2 separate regions of the Danio rerio genome follow, and region 1 is linked to region 2. A link is a contact called in public HiChIP or PLAC-seq data. All regions are on one chromosome and are shown on one strand. The core of a region is the stretch at or near the end of the contact, and the rest is flanking DNA. Distances in the headings are between cores, read along the strand shown. Region 1 holds the start of mindy2 (MINDY lysine 48 deubiquitinase 2). Region 2 holds the start of frmd5b (FERM domain containing 5b).

The links. HiChIP or PLAC-seq counts read pairs in DNA pulled down with a chosen protein or histone mark.
Region 1: an H3K4me3 HiChIP or PLAC-seq map of gastrula embryo shows a contact between it and region 2, with 4 times the contacts expected there. The contact joins the promoter of mindy2 here to the promoter of frmd5b in region 2. A contact is called at or near these places in 2 of 4 datasets of contacts at active chromatin or transcription factors (embryo and gastrula embryo).

The regions. Positions count from the first base shown.
Region 1 is chr7:30,463,576-30,469,830 of GRCz12tu, forward strand. It overlaps mindy2 (MINDY lysine 48 deubiquitinase 2), which reads left to right and starts at 1,717. Exons shown (of 9, transcript NM_001004517.1): 1 at 1,717-2,849. The coding sequence starts at 2,031. adam10a (ADAM metallopeptidase domain 10a) reads right to left here and starts at 343. Exons shown (of 16, transcript NM_001430987.1): 1 at 181-343. The coding sequence starts at 247.
Region 2 is chr7:30,141,664-30,147,976 of GRCz12tu, forward strand. frmd5b (FERM domain containing 5b) reads right to left here and starts at 3,374. Exons shown (of 14, transcript XM_693389.10): 1 at 2,794-3,374. The coding sequence starts at 2,895. It overlaps tmed3 (transmembrane p24 trafficking protein 3), which reads right to left and starts at 5,817. Exons shown (of 3, transcript NM_001128668.1): 1 at 5,573-5,817; 2 at 4,880-5,125; 3 at 4,474-4,796. The coding sequence starts at 5,713. The coding sequence ends at 4,563.

The DNA of each region.
Region 1 (6,255 bases), core at 467-2,966, 320 kb after region 2:
GCTAATACTCTAACACGAATAAACCACAAATTCCACGTGTTTTACAATATAAGTTGTTTATTTTTACTGTTTGCTTTCACTTCCGCACTCTCTATGTTCACCCCTCCCGTACTAGCTTCAGCTAAAGCACAATCCGATTAACCGTCACTTTTTCCAGAAACTAAAGCAAAACCCACTTACCGTTAGAGTCGCTTAAGCAGTATAACAATATCAGGAGTTTAAACAAAACCATATCGAGTAAATTCATCGCTCGTACATTGACACCGAGGCTGGTTTGGTTGTTAGTTTAGAGGGTCTTAAAGGCGCAGTCGCCCTTGATGAGCGTTTGTGTATGTGTGTGCGCGCGAGTGACGGCTGCTGCGGCTCCGCGCTTGTCTCTAACGGCCTGACGTCATGCGCAGGCAGAGAGGGGGAAACCCCGCCCACGGCCTCATAAAACAGCCAGAAAGACAATATAATGTCGAGACTTCTGTTGAACTTAATGACATAAATTGTATTAGAGAAGACAATTACTGCCGTTTAAAACTGAAAGTATAATTGGGTGTGGTTCTCTGAGTTGTTTTCTCCAGCCAAATGCGTGTACGTGTCTGTATAGTTCTAGCATAAATGAATGAATGAATGAATGAATGAATGAATGAATGAATGAATGAATGAATGAACAACATAATAAATAAATGAATAAATTCTGTCATAGATAAAGGTGATATTTTTTTCAGATATTAAATCTGAAAATCAAGGTACAGTTTGTAGTTTATATTTCACTCAACCTTAGCTAAATGCAAACTTGCATCCACTTCAACTGTTACAGTAATTTTTTTTTTACTTTTAATCTCGACTAACCAAACTTCTAACCCTGACAAAAATAATTTTTTGAATAAAAACCATTTACACTTTTATAAACTACCATCTCGAAAATTGTCCATGGTTTTATTATAGTAAATGTGTCATAGCCACTTGTTTTAACACCGTTATGCTACAAATATTATAGTTCAATAGTTCAAAATCACAGTTAGTTTGTTGTCACAATGATTTTACTCCAAATAAAACCTCCATAGTCACTGTAGTTAAATCATTGTAACCAAAAATTAAACATGTGTTGGCATGGTTTCATAGAAAACGTCTATTAAAACGTTCCTAATGAAAGGTTTTGTCAGATTTACCTCTCGTCAGGGATCTAATATACCCAAAGAACACAAACACAAGGGTACAAACAATACCCAAATCAACTAACTAGGTCAATGCTGCCACCGTGCGGTGAATATAAGCATTACTAAACGGGTTTATTGTGGTTTATTATGGAATACACTGCGTGATGTCACGTCAATGTCCATGAAAACGTACTGTCTTTCACACGTGACCACCATATGTGAGGAGAAATTACAAATCTACGAAAGATTACATTAATCTATCGCGTGCATACTTTTGTGAGAGTAATCTGGATAAAAAATCTACACATTTATTTTAATATTTTGTCATGAATATAAATAATACATAATATACAAAATAAAGAAAACAATAAAACAAATCAACGACCAAAAATGGCCTGAAAAAGAAAAGCAACACCTTTGCTCACAGAAAGTAATTCTTTAAAGTTGTTACAGGGCGACCATTATTTTAAAGGTTGCATACAGGCTTGAATGACTATTTTCTTCAACAATCCTGCATACCTTTTATGTGCATCACCGAAAGAAATGAATATATGACAACCTCAGTCCACATTTGTCCTCTCAGAATAGTTTATTCTAATCAGAATAGTTTATTCTAATAATATAAGTAAAACAACACAAAAATCGTACAAGTTTGGAACTACATCACATTGAAGAAACGATGACATAATTCTGGTGTTTAGGCGAACTACCCCTTTAAGTTGCTAGTAAAAATGACATACAGTCGGTGGTTGTGAATAGTCGGGCTCGGTAAATAAGGGTCCATGAAGGGATGACGTCAGAGGTGGAGATGTCATGGCGTCGTCGGAGCTGAGACTGGAGCTTGCCATCTAGTTAAAGGTTGTCGTCGATGCGTTCAGCGAAATGGAGAAGAATGCAAACCCTCATCGAGACGCAGGAGGAAGTGTCCTGTGCACCGCTATTCCCGCGGAGCCTGCAGATATCAAAACAGCCGGCGGAATGAAAGATGTCTGCGAGAAGAGAGAGACTTTGAGTACTTGTGCAAGTGCTAGCGGTGCTAATGCTACACCCTGCACACAGACATCAGATGCTGCTGAGACGGTGAGCAAAACCACACACGGTAAAACCAGCGTTTTACCGGAGACACTGTCGCCCGATGCGGCCGATCAGCTGAGCAACGGAATGGGATACGAGTCGCCGGTGACCGCTGCTGGGAATAAGGAGGGTGGCACCTCAAAGTTAGTAAACAACCTCACGGGAGAGAAACCCGACATCAATAATGTGCAAGCGGACGGTTTAGACGGAGAAGCGACGAAGGTGTCCAAGCCTGCTTATTTGTGTCCGGACAAAGCAAAATCTGCGAGCCCTAATTCAAACGATCACACCGTTTCCGAGGGTCCCCCGAGTGGGAGTGAGCCCAGCATCGCGGGAGAGTCCCGCAGCTTTGATTCACTCGAGTCCTTCTCCAACCTGAACTCCTGTCCGAGTTCAGACCTCAACAGTGAAGGACTGGAGGAGAAGGGACTGGCTTTGGCTATTCAGAGTGAATACGGGGCCGAGGGGACGAAAATCCCCTGTCCCAAAGACAGGGTGACCGGTCAGTCGTTTTACCAAATCAAGTGGATAAAGTGGAAGGAGGAGAACACTCCGATCATCACACAGAACGAGAACGGGCCGTGCCCGCTGCTGGCTATTATGAATGTCCTGCTATTGTCATGGAAGGTAAATATGATGAGAGGCTTCTTGTTTGACAGGTCATACTATCGCTCATCTGCTGCTGTTTGTTTTGCACTGTGCTTTGAATTTTTTTAATTGTCAAGTGTATGTCTATTAAGTATAGCCTACCATAAGTTACAAGACACCAGTTCATTTGTTACTGATATTGAATAATTGCTCATAGGTAGTTCTCTCATATTGGTCTTTGCGAGATGGGAGTTTTAAAGTCATAAAGTAAGTCCACACTGCAGCTTTAACTACGATAGCACAGATAATTAATGTCCTGCTGGAATCACTTTAAGATTATGTTTTACTAGCGGATGATCAATAAGAAATATTGCCAATGTATAAATAGCGTGTAATGAAACTTCTAAAAATGAGACCCTCCCTGGCTTTCTAGTCTGTCTATGTCTACTTGTAGAATGATTTTTGTTTTAGGGACTATGTTTTTAACCAGGAAAATCAACAGGATGTGACATTTACACCCGTTCCCGAGAGTCTCTCTTCCATTCAATAAAACATGAACATATGGTCATTGGTCAGAAAAAAATCCCAAAAGAACCACTCTGTACTGTAATGTCAGTGTCATGCAAATAAAAGGAATTTATTTAAACTACAGTCATGGCCGGTATAACTTTCTGACTGTATATGATAACTCGCATAATAATACCACAGTTTCACAGTACTGTGATTACTGCTCTAATATATGCTCTTTTTAAATGTCTGGGTAAAAAAACGAAACATTTTTTCCCCTTTGAACACAATATGTATTATCTTGAGAAACTTTTAAAATATTTTCGAGCAGTAAACATGTCAGGCTAAACAATTCAAATAAATCATTGACTTCTGCTTGTCTTCATTAGTTTCAAAAACACACATTTCTTTACAATTTAAAACGGCATCTTTGGATATATTTTCTGCTGGACATACTGTTATCCTAAAAAAAACGTAAATAAAAAATCTTATATATAACGTAGAAACGATATTACAGAAAACTTTGGCGGTTTTAAAACTTTGACTTTCCGAACCGCGGTATACCTTGAAAACGGTTATCATCCCATGCCTACTGTAGTCTATAGTCTCAAATACTTTATAATGAAACTATCAAAAGGGTAATTTTAATGACTTAATCTGTTGACATAAAGCCAGCGCAGGAGCATCACCATGATCATGTGCTTTCTGAACGGCTGATTTCTCACCACTGCCATGTTTGAGAAAAAAGCACACAACACATGTATCATTCATTCCTCTGAACATTTATAGTACCATTGAGTGCATAGGGGAACTGAGAAGCAAGCACAAGCAATAAGTTGTTGGATGCAGTTCAATTAATGACCACCGGTGTCACAACAACAGACATTTAAACTACAGTGCATGCTTATAAACAAGATGATATTGACTGCTGTAGTGGATGCTATGCTAATATAGTTATCTTGCTGTCGTGTGAATGAGCCTTTATTCTTGTGCAGATTAATCCCATGTTGACGTCTCATGACCCACTTGCAGTTGGCAAAGTTAATTTTATATATTAGGTATAATACACTTCCTTTATGCAGGGATGGTATGGAAGAGTAAGCATGTGATTTTCCCTAGTAAGTCTAATAGAGAATGGGCACAAGTAAAATGTCTAAACAAGTGCTTGAGTGATGAAACAGTCTGCAATACAACCCATGCATCTAGCTGTCAGAAATTGAATTCATTTAGGCCATCAGGGGACAGTATAAAGTACGTTAAAACACTATAGGAGGACAAATAGGAGCTAGCTAAATGTGCACTTTACTGCTGATTATAATTATTTTGTTTATTTTCATAACTCGTCAGTGTTAACCCTTGTGCACTGCTCAAATTTACTATGCTGTTGTTACGTTTGGGATGAAAACATCCACTGAATTAAACTGCAATAAAAATGCATGAGATTTCTTTTTTTCTTTTTTTTTCCTTTTTTTTTTTTTGCATATATCTGTTAATCAACAGTCCTGATCAAAAATACTAAATTGTTTAAAAAAAGTACAGGATTTTAACTTTGATTGCCAAGTTCACAAATGATGTCACTGATTTGGTGGAAAAAAAACACACAAAAAAATGACATATCTTCAATAAAAAAAGTAATTGTGGACTGGATTTTTAACCTTTTATAACAGTCTTGGACATGTGAACGATTAGTAACAACCTTGGCATTTTTTTCTCCCTAATTAACTGTTGGTGGCTGTTTTTGCCCTATTGACTATAACCACATTTGATGGTGCATGAATACACAATCTTTGTTTTTGTTTACTCCATGTAGTTCTGAGAGCTGAGATGCATATTTTGATTTTCTCAGACACATCAAGGTAAGTGCGAAAAGGTCATTCTCACATTCTCCTAGACACATGTACACACGCTTTAATCGGCTGTTATACTCCATAAAATCCAGAAACTAAGCTTTTTTTTTGCACAGGCCTATCTAAGGGGTTAATGGTGCAAACTGATGATCAACAGTAAAAATTACGAATTTGACCTCTTCCCAATAGGGAAAACCACCAACAATCAAAAATGCATGATTATATGGTGTCATAGTTTTGTGGTTATAATGGAAGTCAATAGGGAAAAATCAGCTACCAACAGTAAATTATGATGGAAAAAATTAAAATGAATCAAAAACAATGCATCAAAGGTAATATTGTTTCACATGTCCAGGACTTTGAAAAAAGCTAAAAAAAAAAATCCAGTCCACGATACCTGTTTATAGTAAAAATACAACATTTTTTGTGTGAAACCAGTGACATTATTTATGAATTTGGCAATTAAAGAGTTAAAATCCTGTAATTTTCTTAACAATTTAGTAGTTTTGATCAAGACTGATAGATTTATGCCAAGCGAAATTGAAAAAAAAAATCTATCTGATGCATTTTTACAGCAGTTTTATCCCAAACATAACAAAAAGGCTAATAAATTTGCCCAGAGTGTATTGTTAAATTTTGTTTATAATTCAAAGCATTTTCTCAAAATACGTGTCAAAATAAGATTTGACAACAAAAATCATTCTGCTAGCTGAAACACAGAAAAGGATATGGCCAAATAAAGACACAAAATCACCTCAGAGTGGATGAAAACATCCCCAACAGCACATTAGGGTTAATCATTGCTTTTTTTAATGCAAATCTGTAGCCAATAAAAGAAGCAAACAAAAGAAATTTGCAGAGATGAAACATGCTTTTTAAAATAAATAAATTATTTTATTATTATAAAAATGTGTTTAATAATAATGTTTTGCGCAAAATTAGTGATCATTTTGTGTTTTTATTTTCAGATTATTTCTCTCCTCCAGATTTTTAAACAGCATCCACTTTGTTGTGAATTTTAGATGCATAACAGTATTTTTGTTTGGTCCTAAACAGTCATTTTACAGACACCAATAACTTCTGGCTTTCAG
Region 2 (6,313 bases), core at 2,124-4,623:
TTATTCATCAGAGGCCGCCACAGTGGAATGAACTGCCAACTTATCCAGCACATGTTTTACCAACACAATCTCATGGCAATTCGTAACTTTTTCATTTAGTGGCTAATTCGTACAAATTCGTACAATCTAATTCGTACATTTTAGTACGATTTGCGTATCCCCCAATGACGGTTGGGTTTAGGGGTGGGGTTAGGTGCCACGCCTCCTTTTTAAAATCGTACATTTTCTTACGACTGAACTCGTACGAATTCGTACGAATTAGGCACTAAATTGCTAAAAACGTAAAATACTTACGTTTTCTCGTGAGATCAGGCTGGTTTTACACAGCGGATGCCCTTCCAGCTGCAACCCAGTACTGGGAAACACCCACCCACTCATTCACACACATACACTACGGCCAATCTAGTTTATCCAATTCACCTACTGTATACTGCATGTCTGTTGAGTGTGTGGGAAACCATAGCATCTGAAGGGAAACCCACACGAACACGGGGAGAACATGCAAACTCCACACAGAAATGTCAAATGGTCCAGTCGAGGCTCAAACCAGCGATCTTCCTGCTGTGAGGTGACAGTGCTAACCACTGAACCACCGTGCCGCCCTTGTTTTCATATACTTCACATCATACAAATTGAAATTGAAACTATCTTCAAAATGGTTATGTTTCCCTGTGAGATCCCTGTAAACCAGGGGTGTCCAAACTCGGTCCTAGAGGGCCGATGTCCTGCTGACTTTTGCTCCAACTTGCTTCAACACACCTGCCTAAAAGTTTGTAGTACAGCTTATTAGCTTGTTCAGGTGTGTTTGATTAGGGTTGGAGCTAAACTCTCCAGGACACTGGCCCTCCAGGACTGAGTGTGGACTTGCCTGCTGTAAACTGCACCAGCACATGGATTGAAGCACAGGACCCTACAGCTATACTTTCTTGTTTATTTGTGTATGTGTGTGTGGCAACACTAGATTTAACACTAGATAGAGATATATATTCACTATAAAATAAAATAAAATTTTTTGCATTATAATGCTTATATAAATGCTTTATTCTACATTGCCATTACTAATCATTCTCCATAAATAAACATAACAGCTTTTTTGTCTAATTTAATGAGAACTGTCAGTGAATGAGTACGTTTACATGGACATCTGTAATCAAATGATTTGCCTTAATCTGAATAAGATAATAATATGATTAAGGTGTTTACATGAGTTTTTGAATGTTCCTTTCATGATCCCGTTTTACATGTTATAGCACATAATTTGATTAACATCATTGCGTCAGCACGCTATCCACATTTTCTTGTTTCATGTAGCCTAATTTTGGATGTTACATTTTTGATTTGTCAACTTTAACTGCAGTTTGGCACTTTCACTGTCATTTACAAACATTGCATGCACAAAAATCATACCTGAAGATAATACTTTGATTAAGCTTGTCTATTAACCTTTAGCACACTATCCAACAACACACCTAGAATGTCTGTACTGCACTTTAAGAACATGACTGAAATCGCCATACTCCACATGTCTTAATCTGATTTCTGTTGAGTTCGATTAAGAGCTCAATCAGATTAAATTACTCTAAATTTTATGTTTACATGGTAGACTCTTCATCAGAGTGTTGTCTTAATCGTATTAAAATTGTAGGCTATTATTAGCATCTATGTAAATGTACTTATAGTCACTAATGTAAAATGTGAGTGCATATATATATATATATATATATATATATATATATATATATATATATATATTTATTTATTTTTTTTTTTATTATTATTATGTAATGTGTGTGGGTGGGTGGAGAAAGGACAGATTGCATAGTGTCCAGTGTCCACAGTGAATTTGTGGGTCAAGAATGTAACTTTTAACAAAAAGGGGGCCTTGAGCAAAAACCCCATGCACAGGGCTTAGAATTTCTAGCTACACCACTGGGAACAACACTGCAATATTTCAGCAACTGTTGTTTATACTGAACATCTGTGAATGCTTTGGCCCAAGAGGAAGCTCATTAATAAAAACACACCCAAAACCGAAATAGCACCTAAGACATTTTCATTGCTTTCAAGTTCCTCTAGAAAAGAAAAATATATATGCTGCTCCTCTCATGGTTTTCTGACAATATATCATCAAGATGACTCATTAAAACAAGCACAAACTTCCCATTTACATTAATATAAAGAAGCAGCAATGCATTCAACTAAATATAACTCATTAATCACATTTAATTTCACAAATGAATCTGTTTCCCATTCATGATTTTGGGCTGCCTTAGAAAAGCGGTGTAAAAACACATCCCCTGAATGCAGAGATGCAGAGCAGAAACAGTCTGTGTCTAGAAACACATCTTTTGAATTGCACAACAATGTGTCTGGCCAAACAACAGGAGATCTGAATCACCATTACAGTGCACTATTACAGTGTCTTCCAGCATCTGTCACCGTGGACAGTTCGCCCCGAGAGCCAGTTTAATGTATGAAGGAAGCCTTTGCACTAGTGTCTCATCCCACTGATGTGACTCTCTCGGCACTGTACGTGACAGGTGACCCGCCGCTCTCTAAAGGCAGCAGACGGGTCACAGAAACTATGATTCACTCAACGCGCAAGCCAAAAGAAAATTCGTAAGCCGTTAATTAGCCATTACGCATTGCAGCCCTTGTGCAGCGTCCAGATTCGTGGAGATGCTCGCGGATTTTCCCGCTTGAATGCGCAGCATCAGCATCCTGAGCATTAAGACACGTGTGTCGGAGACGGGGAGCACCCGACTGTGCTGATGAAAACATGTTAATACCGACCTGAACCGTGCAAGTGTATTCCGAGTCGTCCAGCAGTCGCACCGTGCAGTTGAATTCCCTGTCAAGACTCCGATCGCTGCCACTCATCAGGCGGCTCAACATATTGGCCAGTCAGTAGAGACGCACGAGCGTTTAGGACGAGCGCAACATGTCACTCACTGCAGACATGTCAGACAGACCCTTCTCGCTGACCACAAGCCTTTTTGAGTCATTACTCCCCATCGTTATCCTTTGGGCTGGACGGTGTGGTCTCCCCTGCCGGTGGTGGTTCTATGCCAATGTTGGAGGTAGTCCAATGCACTGAATAGACTCAGGCACAACAGCCCATCCATATTCATGCATTATTTCTGGGGAGGGCTGAGGCGGGCTGTATTCATAAAACTAGAAGCCAGCGAGAGTCGATGTTCCTAAATGTTTAGATTTATTTCTTAAATATCTGAACACTATTACGAGTTTCTGTCCAGAAAGGCGTATTTTTAATTTATTTACTTTACATATCTATGATCTGCTAAGAGTGTCTTGTTTATGAATATCTGGGATTCCCTGTTTTCTTGAGAATTTTTATTAAATCCACTGAGGTCTTTCCTTTAGAAATCTTTCCTGGTTTTCTTGCAAAATAAGTCAATAAAAAATGCAGACGCACATCCCCAGGCGGCGAAAGACTCATTCAAAATGCAAATGATGCTCTACTTGGCATCAAGTCTGCATTTTCCTATAAAGTAAGTCTTTGATATGACTGTGATTGTATGATATTTAGAGGAGTCATAATCCAAAACTTTGCTTTTAATTATTAGGGTTACACAAGGCAGAGGTGTAAACAAATTAAAGTAGAGCATTAGTGACTTGATAAATCAATAAATATCAATTCAGTTCAGCATCTAACGTTGATGTATGCAAAATGGGATCGATATTTTGAACCGCACATTAAGTTGATGTTTGAGTTTGACTCTTAAATATGGGACAGACAAATATCATAATAAAACAACTCATGCAATCAATATAGAACTGTGCTTTTATTCATTCAGTTTACATAAGGCAGGACTATGAACAACTCAGTTTAATGGTGTTAATAACATACTAAATGATATATCAAATCACTTCAACTTCATAGGTTGAGGTATGCAAATTTAAATATATGTAACAATATTTTAAATTGCACATAGATTGAGGTTTCAAAAATATGACTCAAAATTTTTTTTACAGACATCATGTAAACTTTTTAAAGTAACAAAGTTGGGGAAAATGTGCAATTCTGCATGCAGAAGGCACTTTCATATTCATATATATATATATATATATATATATATATATATATATATATATATATATATATATATATATATATATATATATATATATATATAAATTCCATAGTCATATTATTATAGTCAGCACAACAAACTACTTTGTATTCTATTTAACAGTGTATATTAAGGCTTTAGGAATTTAAAGTTGACACACGCACACACACAGTGGACAACACAGAGGTTTTCACAAAATAAACAACACCAGTACAAACCAAGAACAAGTCAGAATAAAGGTGCAACATTGCTGCAGTATTAAGCAATGCACATTAAGACCAATTTGAAAAACTATACAGGGTACTCAATTCTGTATATATCTTTCAGTACATTATCGCTAAGGCATTTTGTTTGACATAGAGGTAATTTTGGTTGGATGCAGGCATTAAATCAAGGTTGCTTGTTTTATGGGGAACAGACTGAGGAATCAGCTGGCTATTGTCTTCATGGCAGCTTAGTGATTTAAGTCTATGTGCTGGTGGACACACCAGTTTTCTTCTCATTGAAGAAACTCTTCAGCATAAGCACCTGGCCAATGCAGACTACAAACAGGATGACGGTCTCCCCGATGGACCAAAAGTGCACACGCTCGTGCAGGTCCTCTGCTCTGAGACGATCCTGAGCCTCTCGAAGACGATACCAGGTCTGAGAGTCTGAAACCACTTTGAGGATCTCGTGGATAGACAGGCAGGCTGACTCCATCTGCATGATTTATTCAGAGATTCATATCAAATGCATTTATGCAGCGCATATGCTTGTGAGTGAATGCTGCTCGAGTTTCTCACCTGTGTGAGAGCTGTGGCTCTGTTCTGGTCAGGGAATAGCCGGTCATCCTCTCCGCTTCTGAAGTCCAGGTAAACAGTCTTGTGAGAGAAGGTTGAGAACTCATTGCTGAAGCAGACCTTGTACACTCCCTTCATGACTGTTGTGTGGGAAAAGCTGTCATACTGCTTTTTTCGTTCCTGATACAGCATGTTATTTATTGGATCTGTCACAAAACAGTCCACATCATAGTTTCCTCCGGCAATAACCTATATGAAAAGATAAGTGGTAATACTGAGAATATGTTTTTGCCCAAAAATGGTTAACATTGAAGTAAGGTTGGGTTTATATTCACACATTCGGTCAGGAACAACTTGTGACATACAGTACTCCCTAAATTGTTTACCTTGGTACTTTGAATTTTGAGTCTGAAATCTAGTGCAAGTTTGACACATTAATGCAACATTAGCATTAATTAATTGACTGTGCGAACAATGTACTTTGATAGTCATTGGCTGCATATATATTATAACTATTTAGAATTTGCAAAGAATACATCTCTGACATTACATTATTAAGAGCCACATAATAATAGGTAAACAAACCTGGACAACCCAATGATAAACATTCACTTGCACAACATCTAATGGCCCACATATTACATTTAAGCAGACAAGTAATGCACTAAAAGCCGTTGTCGGAGTAGTTAACGTTACCTGAAAGTCAATATCAAACTTGACTCCTTGCTCTAGTTCCTCGTAAAAGCATTGCTTTTCGTTATCGGGCAACTCAAAAGTTAATTCGGTGGCATTTACAAAGGCTATGTACACAGCCAAAAGTAAAAAGGAGTGTCTCATTATGTTTAAGTGGACAGAAATTAGATTATTCGTTAAAATGTGCAGAAAGCCTCCTCCATTAAGTTTCCGCAGGTTTGCCTGAACGCACTCAGCCACTTGACAGACCGATGCAAAACATCACTGACGTGGCAGGAGGACGGGGGACTTCCGGTTTTGTTCTTTCAAAATAAACGAAGGCACACATTTTACATTGATTTGTGCACAGATTTAACATATTTTATTACTATTATCATTATTTAAAATATACATTTATAATGCTATCATGTAAAATACTTCGCGTCTTGTAAGACTGCACGTGATTTATCGCAGTATTGTATGTTAGTGGATTATATTTATAAATGACCAGACATTTAAGAATATTTAATTTCGGTAATTTTCGATACTGGTTTTAAAAATTTTAAATCAAGTCCATTAAAGTTACTTAAACTAGGTCGTGAACATTCCATAATTAAACGCTTTCGTTGTTGACTAAATAACGGATGGGAAAGACACTTAGCAAAGCAAATTAATATTAATAATAGTAAAAAACAAAAATATAATATTTGAACTAGCACGGTTTCAAGCCTCGGCTGGGTCAGTTGACATTTCTGAGTGTTGATC